2 separate regions of the Gossypium hirsutum genome follow, and region 2 is linked to region 1. A link is a contact called in public Hi-C data. All regions are on one chromosome and are shown on one strand. The core of a region is the stretch at or near the end of the contact, and the rest is flanking DNA. Distances in the headings are between cores, read along the strand shown. Region 1 holds the start of LOC107929886 (transcription factor MYB123). Region 2 has its middle 4.0 kb from the start of LOC121231970.

Evidence for each region. A called contact is a pair of places that touch in the nucleus more often than the background predicts.
Region 2: a contact with region 1 is called in a Hi-C map of leaf, with 2.3 times the contacts expected there. The contact joins the enhancer-like site here to the promoter of LOC107929886 in region 1. A contact is called at or near these places in 3 of 34 Hi-C or Micro-C datasets (fibers and leaf).

The regions. Positions count from the first base shown.
Region 1 is chrA07:2,214,942-2,218,840 of Gossypium_hirsutum_v2.1, forward strand. LOC107929886 (transcription factor MYB123) reads left to right here and starts at 2,454. Exons shown (of 4, transcript XM_041117145.1): 1 at 2,454-2,662; 2 at 2,765-2,894; 3 at 2,984-3,107; 4 at 3,234-3,748. The coding sequence starts at 2,455. The coding sequence ends at 3,596.
Region 2 is chrA07:2,293,085-2,296,738 of Gossypium_hirsutum_v2.1, forward strand. No RefSeq gene overlaps it. Among protein-coding and RNA genes, the nearest start is that of LOC121231970, 4.0 kb to the right of the region's middle. Within about 2 kb of position 2,092, at least 3 of the 9 cell types and tissues checked have an H3K27ac peak or open chromatin away from gene starts, as enhancers often do. A contact at or near this core is called in fibers and leaf, where this site is marked.

The sequences.
Region 1 (3,899 bases), core at 1,204-3,703:
TACCTTTTCCCATCTTAAAATTATTTTTAGTGTTTAATTACTTTTTCATCCTTCCAATAATATAGTACTTTCTTTTTTCTTTTGGTGCTTAATTACAAATGTGTTAAAATTATTAATTAAAAATAAAAAATATTTTTAAAAATATTAATTACAAATATTTAATGATTATATTTAAATATTTAAAATGTAATTTATATATTCTAATTAAATTTTATAAATAATTAATATTTATTACTTGAAAATATTTAAAATTTATATTTTATATATTAAAATATTAAAAAGTTATAATAATTTTTTTATATTCTTACGAAAAAATAATAATATTAACTAATTTAAATTTTATTTAAATGCATATTTATTACTTGATAATAATATGTCTAAAATAGACATTTTATTTTTTAAAAGTATTTTTTGACAGTAATGCTAAACATTTAAATTTTAAATTAAACTTTTCAAAAATACTTCTTAAAAGCACTTTTCTATAACACTTTTCAAAAACATTGCCAAACTAGCTCTAAGTCCAAAACCTAAATCTTTAGACTAAATTATGGTTTTATGTCGAAAATAAAAAATATTGGGTCAAATACTCCGTTTGTTTTTAAATTTAAGAAAATAGATTAATTTTGAAAAGAGTGTACGAAAACATATACAGTTAAGCACGCTTTTTTTTAATGGTAACGGTTAAAATTTCTATATAATTAACAACTAGACGCACTTTCACAACTTATTTTTAAAATCAAACTATTTTCCTATATTTTAAAAAAATTAACTTATTTTCAACATATATTCCTAATTCAGCCAAATCGTTATATGGAATTAAAAAAAAATTCAAAAGTATTCAAAATTAAAAGCCAAAGATTTAACTCGATAAAAAAAAATTCAATAATATGCTAAATAATCTTAATAAATAATAATTTTATTATGAGAGATAAAAGGTTGTTTTCCAGATTCCAACATCATGATGTAACTATCAGTGTTATTTAAACTCATTTATATACAAAAATTTCTAACGTTATTCCAATATTAAAATTTTTAATATTTACCGAAATTTTTAACCTTTTAGTTTCTTCTTCGAGCCCACCGTAGATTTCTAAAAACCTACGAACCATATTTCAGATTTCAGCTTTTAAATAGTCACATCTCAATTGCTTTGCAGTGGTATGATTGTCGAGTTTACCGACAGTAGTAGGCTTTTAAAAGTAACTTGTTTTTTTTAAAAAAAGATTATAATATTTTTATGAAAAAAAAAAGCTGCTAAGAAATGATTAATTAAGAGCTTGATAAGCTTTTAATAATTGTTTAGAAAAAAGCAACTTGCTCGAAATATAAGAGCCACCCCATGCATTATCAATATGCTTAGTGGTCCAAATGCAAAACATAAAAAAGTAAAACCGAGATGGTGAATGTTGCTGCAATAAGATAAAAGAGAAGAATGAAAAAAAAAATAGAAAATTCAAATTATCAAAGAATAAAATAATATTTTTATTAAAATTTTTATCTATTTTTACTGTTAATAAATATTCATTGTATATCAACATGACGTACATATAAAATATTATTTAATTATTTTGTTAAAAATATATATTTTTAATAATAAAAATAAATATAACTAATGAAATAAAACAAAGTTGGAAGACATAAAGTTGAACCCATCTCTTTCTCTCATTTCAACATACAGTTGATTTCATTTTCGGGGGCCCCTATAAGAAAAATTCATTTTTAATTTTACTCTATATTTGTATTCCATGTTAATGTTTTCATAAAGTTTAATTTTCTATCTTTTGAAATTAAAATAATTATATTTATAATAATTATTCGAAAGTTAAAGGTATGATTGAGATTCTACAATGCAAAATATGCTTGTGAAAAGATCCTAAAATTGACAAATGATTTGGGACTTCATCGTGTGTGCCACTTGCCATTCACTGTGCAACATATCATACACCTATGGACTAGGCTTTATTCATTTCTCCATGCTACTTAATTACATATTATTATTTTTATCATAATCAAAATATTAATGATAGGTGATAATGATTAATTTTCGTCTTGTGGATGCTCTTTAAAAAAAAATTCATCATGAAATGTATTTTAATTTTATAGATAGAGATTAAAATTTTAATCATATGATGAAGTGAACAACTATATAATATCTCTAAAGAATTAAATATTCTTTTCTAAAAGTTAACTAAAATCATAGACATAATTTTTCTAATATATATTATAAGGGCATGAGGGATTTAGCCTCCTGAGATTTTATTTTTTGAAATATTTAAAAATTTTCAATTAAACTCTCTCAAAATTTTGAAAATTTAATTTCACCAAAATTTTAATTAAACTTCACTTTAAAAAAAAATTATTAAAATTTTAAAATTCTTATTAGACGCGATAACTTAGTGCAATTCACCACCCTGTGTATATATATATATATATATATATGCACACACAAAGACTATGGGCTATAAAAGGGGAAAGGTCCTCTTCCATTTTAATGGTTTTAAGGTAGAGGGAGAGAGACATATGAGAGATATGGGGAGGAGTCCATCTTGCTCCAAGGAAGGACTCAACAAAGGAGCTTGGACTGCATTGGAGGATAAATTACTTGCATCATATATTAAAACTCATGGGGAAGGCAAATGGAGCGACCTCTCCAAGAGAGCTGGTATATATATATATATATATATATAAAACCCCAAAGTGAAATTATTGTAATTAAGCTTTTCAATTGATGCCTTTGGATGGTTTATTATCCCCCAAAATGCAGGCTTGAAAAGATGTGGCAAAAGTTGCAGACTTAGATGGCTGAATTATCTTAGACCAGATATCAAAAGAGGCAACATCTCCCATGATGAAGAAGAACTCATTATCAGACTCCATAATCTTCTTGGAAACAGGTTTTTAATCTCTCTCTCCCCTTCTTTTTTACAATGGGAATCGAAATTAAGAGGTACAGAGTTCCTTCTCATTGTGTGATGCTGTGCAGGTGGTCGTTAATAGCTGGAAGGTTACCGGGTCGTACAGATAATGAAATCAAGAACTACTGGAACACTGTTTTGAGAAAGAGAGCCAAAGCTCAAGCATCCATTGGAACTCCTCCAAGCAAATCTACACAAAAAATGCTATCAACCGAGTCTGGAGTCTGCGAACCGTTGCGTTCACCCCGGGCTACGAAAGCCAAAATCAAAGTGATTCTAACTAAAGCCACTAGGTCCAGCAGCAAGGTCAGGATCCCAACACAGCTACCTGCAGCTCAACAAATTGATAAGCTTCGAGATGGTCAGCTTAAGTCAACAAATAATAATCAAGAAATGAGTGGTGATATTGCAACAGTGGAAGCTCACAATGGAACCCAAATGATTGATTCGTTGTACAGTGATGGTGGCGGCTCAGATTTGTTAAATGAGCAGCTAAAGGAAAGCGATGTTGAATTTGAGGAGAACCTTATGCAGCCCTTAGCCTTTGATGAGGCAATGTTTAAGAATTGGACCGTAAATCCTTGTCTTAATGGCAAAGACGCCATGGATTTTGATTCTTTGGCCTTTTTGCTCGAGATGGATGAATATGGCTTTTATAGGAATATCAATTTCCAAACATAGGGTGGAAATTAATCTTTGGTTGTATCTATTCTTAGAGAAAATACTGCTACTTTGCTTGTTGCAAGCTGCATGTTACGAGTTATTGCTGTAAATCTGGAGTAAAATTGAAAGCTGAATATAATAAACTCATAAACGAGTATGGTTAATCCTGACCTTGATGTTTTTAGAATTGTTCATCCATTTGATCTTTGGAAGTTTTTGTTTTTAACTCAAGCGAATCACGCGTTTCTGAATTTGTCTTTATATCATATGAAGCCGACATTTATCCAAGATGATGGGTGCTAAGTCAATAATTGCTTTTGC
Region 2 (3,654 bases), core at 842-3,341, 78 kb after region 1:
TTCCTTTCTTTTTCTTCCTAACTGGTGCGCACATAAGCAATATTCATACAAAATAGATACATTTAATTTTATACATCAAATTTTAATTATTTAATTTTGATAAATTACAGAACCATTATCGATGTAATATAATTTTATGTTTATATGTTACATATACAAATAATTATATTTATCTAATTTAAAAATAAATTGATGTATTTATTTATTTAAATATGTATAATTGTACCAAATCAGAGTTGATGAATCGACTTGCATGTATACAATTGTAATTTGATACATGAACATTGATTTGATGTAATTATACGCATGAAATTTTTATTGTAATTTTATTATACCCATTTAAAGAAATAAATACATCACTTTCTTTTCATATAAATATACTTATTTGTGTACGCAATACATAAATGTAAAATGATATATATATTAATAATTGTCTTAGTAATTTTTGAAAATTGAATCAAATTAAAATTTCATGTATAAAATTGCACGGAAATCATAGTTCATGTATAACATTGTACATTTAATCAAAGTTCATGTATAGTTTTAATATTTATCTCACAAAAAAAAACTCACCAAATAATGTCCAAATGTCGTAAAATAAAATTCCATTTTATCAAAATAAATCCAAAAACTCAAAACTCAAAACTCAAAATTAATATGAAAAATCGATTTTTTTTAATTTTTTTAATTAAAACTTTTAGAGGGTTTAATAAGAATTTAAAAAAAACCCTGAAGGGTTTAATTATTTTTTTCAAAAAATTGAGGGGCTTAATAAGAATTTCTAAAAATTTTGAAAGGCCTAGTTAAAATTTTTAAAAATTTTAATAGGTTTAATGATAATTTGCAAAATTTTGGAGGACCTAATTAAAATTTTTATAAAATTTAAAAGGCCTAAGAATCTATTAAATATAAGAAAAATTTTAAAAATTTAAACATATCCATATCGAACACAAACATGTCTTACAATATTTTTAGATGAGTCAAAGTATTAATGCAAAGTCATACACCGCAATAACAGGGATAATAATATGAAAAACACCAAATACCATAACTAAAATCTATAGTTGATGCATCTGAATGGAAATTTTTTGCATGATATGTACCATTCAGTTGACTAAATATAACTTACTGTAATTGCCCTATAGCTGGAGTTAGCTAAAACCCTTCAATAATTTTGACTGACCTGCAAATTACTATCAATTATATGGTAATCCGAAAAGACATAGTTGGTTTAGAGACAAGAAAATTGGGTGCATATATTTTGACCATAATACAATGCAATACCTAACCGTCTAGCGAAGTGATGGAATTGAAAGCATTGTTTTGACTTGTATGTTATGAGATTGGACCAACCCCATAATGAACATGCAAACTTGAAAAAAAGAAAAAGAAAAAACAGTAAGGGTATGATTTTTTTATAACTGCTTAAGCTCGGAAATCATTGGCGAAAGACGATAGATCGGCTCGGAAATCATTGGCGAAAGACGATAGATCGGATTCGGAGCCTATACATTCCTTTGCAAGATACACGTAAATTTTGAAGCGTTAGAATTTATACTTTGAGAAATACTTTGTAAAAGGTGAATAGTTAAGATTCAAAGGCAATGTAACAAATAGTGTCGTAAGTAGGATGAGAGACTCGAGAGCAAAATCAAAAAATTGTTTTAGAGAGACTAAAAATGAATAATTTTTTACCAATTTTTGGGAAAGAGAAAAAAAATACAATTTAACTATTATACTAATTTATAAATTCCTAAAAGTTAATAAAAAAAATTCCATTTTTAGGTACTCCCTCCATCCTTACGAGATTGTTCCCAAGTATTCATACCTAGCACTTAGAATGCTTGATGTATCGTCATTGGTTGTCTATCTAGCCATATTGCTGCACTAGTTTGTTCGACTTGCTCTGTTGACCTCGTGACTTCAATTGCTCAGGGTATTTTTTGGTAAGATTATTGGATCTTGATAGCTACTTGTTAGGTCTGATAACTTGGTTCCTAGATGACAACTTAGTTAAGTGATTAAGGTCTGATGGACATGGGTTTTCTTTAGGCCTCGGTGTGTTAATATTGGGCCTTGCTTAATTCACTTGAAACACCAAAGTTTCTTACATTATACTTTTGTAGCAATTAGGACACCGTGCTGTTGTTGTAGTATAGTGGTAAGTATTTCCGCCTGTCACCCGTTAATTTGGGTTTGGTCCCCGGCAACTTCACTGCTCAGAATTCAACGATGGAGCCACGGCGATTCCCTCTTGCAGCTCAATCCGAAACAATGAGAGCGGCGGAGAAAGCGACCAATACGCTTCCTTCGTCTACGATGCCTTCCACCACCTTTTCGGTCCTCAATTCTTCTCTATTTTCTCCAGTACTGTTATTATACCTTGTAAAAATATGAAGAATTGTAAAAAAAAAATAAAAAAAATACCAAAGTTGCAGTAGCTTAAGTAGCAAAGATTGCCATAACTAAGGTGAGAGTGTATTTAGGTATTTATACTTAGCTCCGCGATAATATTTTTGAAACTAATTTGATGGTTAAATTAATTATGTCCTCGATTGAATGGTTAATGGGTGGTGACATGATACAATTTCATTGACTGAAACTTTATTTTAACAGTTCTAATAGTAGATATCTACATAAGTAACAGAATCAAAATTTAAATAAACAAATTAATCAAAAACTAATTTAGAGGCATAACTTCAACAAAAAAATAATAATTTAAAGGCTTTTGTTGAATTAAGCATTACAAATTCAATTAACATTGTCATTGGTAAATTCTGATCCAACATTAAGATTATCATTATATCATATCATATTTTAGTTAGTATTAGTATACAATAACCAATATTTATATATTTTTAAATTTTAATTTCTTAATTGACTAGTGTGATATGTTTTATAAATTATTTTACGCATATAAATTTTTAATTAATTTTAAAATTGTAACGCCCCGAATTTTGGACCTAGAAGTTTTGATGGTTGCACATGTGTGTGGATATGTGTAGTTTAGTGTTAGAATGGGCTTGTTGGTTTGGTGGTTGAGAGAGTGTTAGGGAACCTCATAGTTTTGGGTTCGAGTTTTAGTGTGAACGTTTTGGTAGGTATTTTATTTTGTTTTCTTTATAGCTAATAATTATAATTATTAATGTGATAGCCCGAAATAGGGCCTAATCGGAATAGTGGTTTCGTAACCACAAATCCGAAGTGAAATAGTTTAATTTTATAAATTTTTATTAGTTACTGATTGATTGAAATATTGTGTGAAAATATGGATAGGAAATTTTAATGCTTTAGTGCTTAATTGAATTTTTAGGACTAAATTGAGAAAAATGCAAAGTGTGTCTAATTAGTGATTAAATGACTTAATTGAATTATTGCATGAAATTGGAAGTGTTTATGTGGCAATTAGACCATAAATTAGTGTTATGGACACAAAAGGGTATTTCTAGAAAAATATCTAAGTAATGGGTCAAGGGCATTTTTGTCCAAATTGGGTAAAAGACAAAATAAAGAGAAAATAAGTGTCCTTCTTCTTCAAAAAAATCAGAAGCTTGCTGCCGAAAGTTTCAGGTTACCATAGTTAAGGGTTTTGATTTCCCTAAGCTCAATTGTAAGTGATTTCTTGCCCCGTTTTTAATTATTTTCGTATTTTTA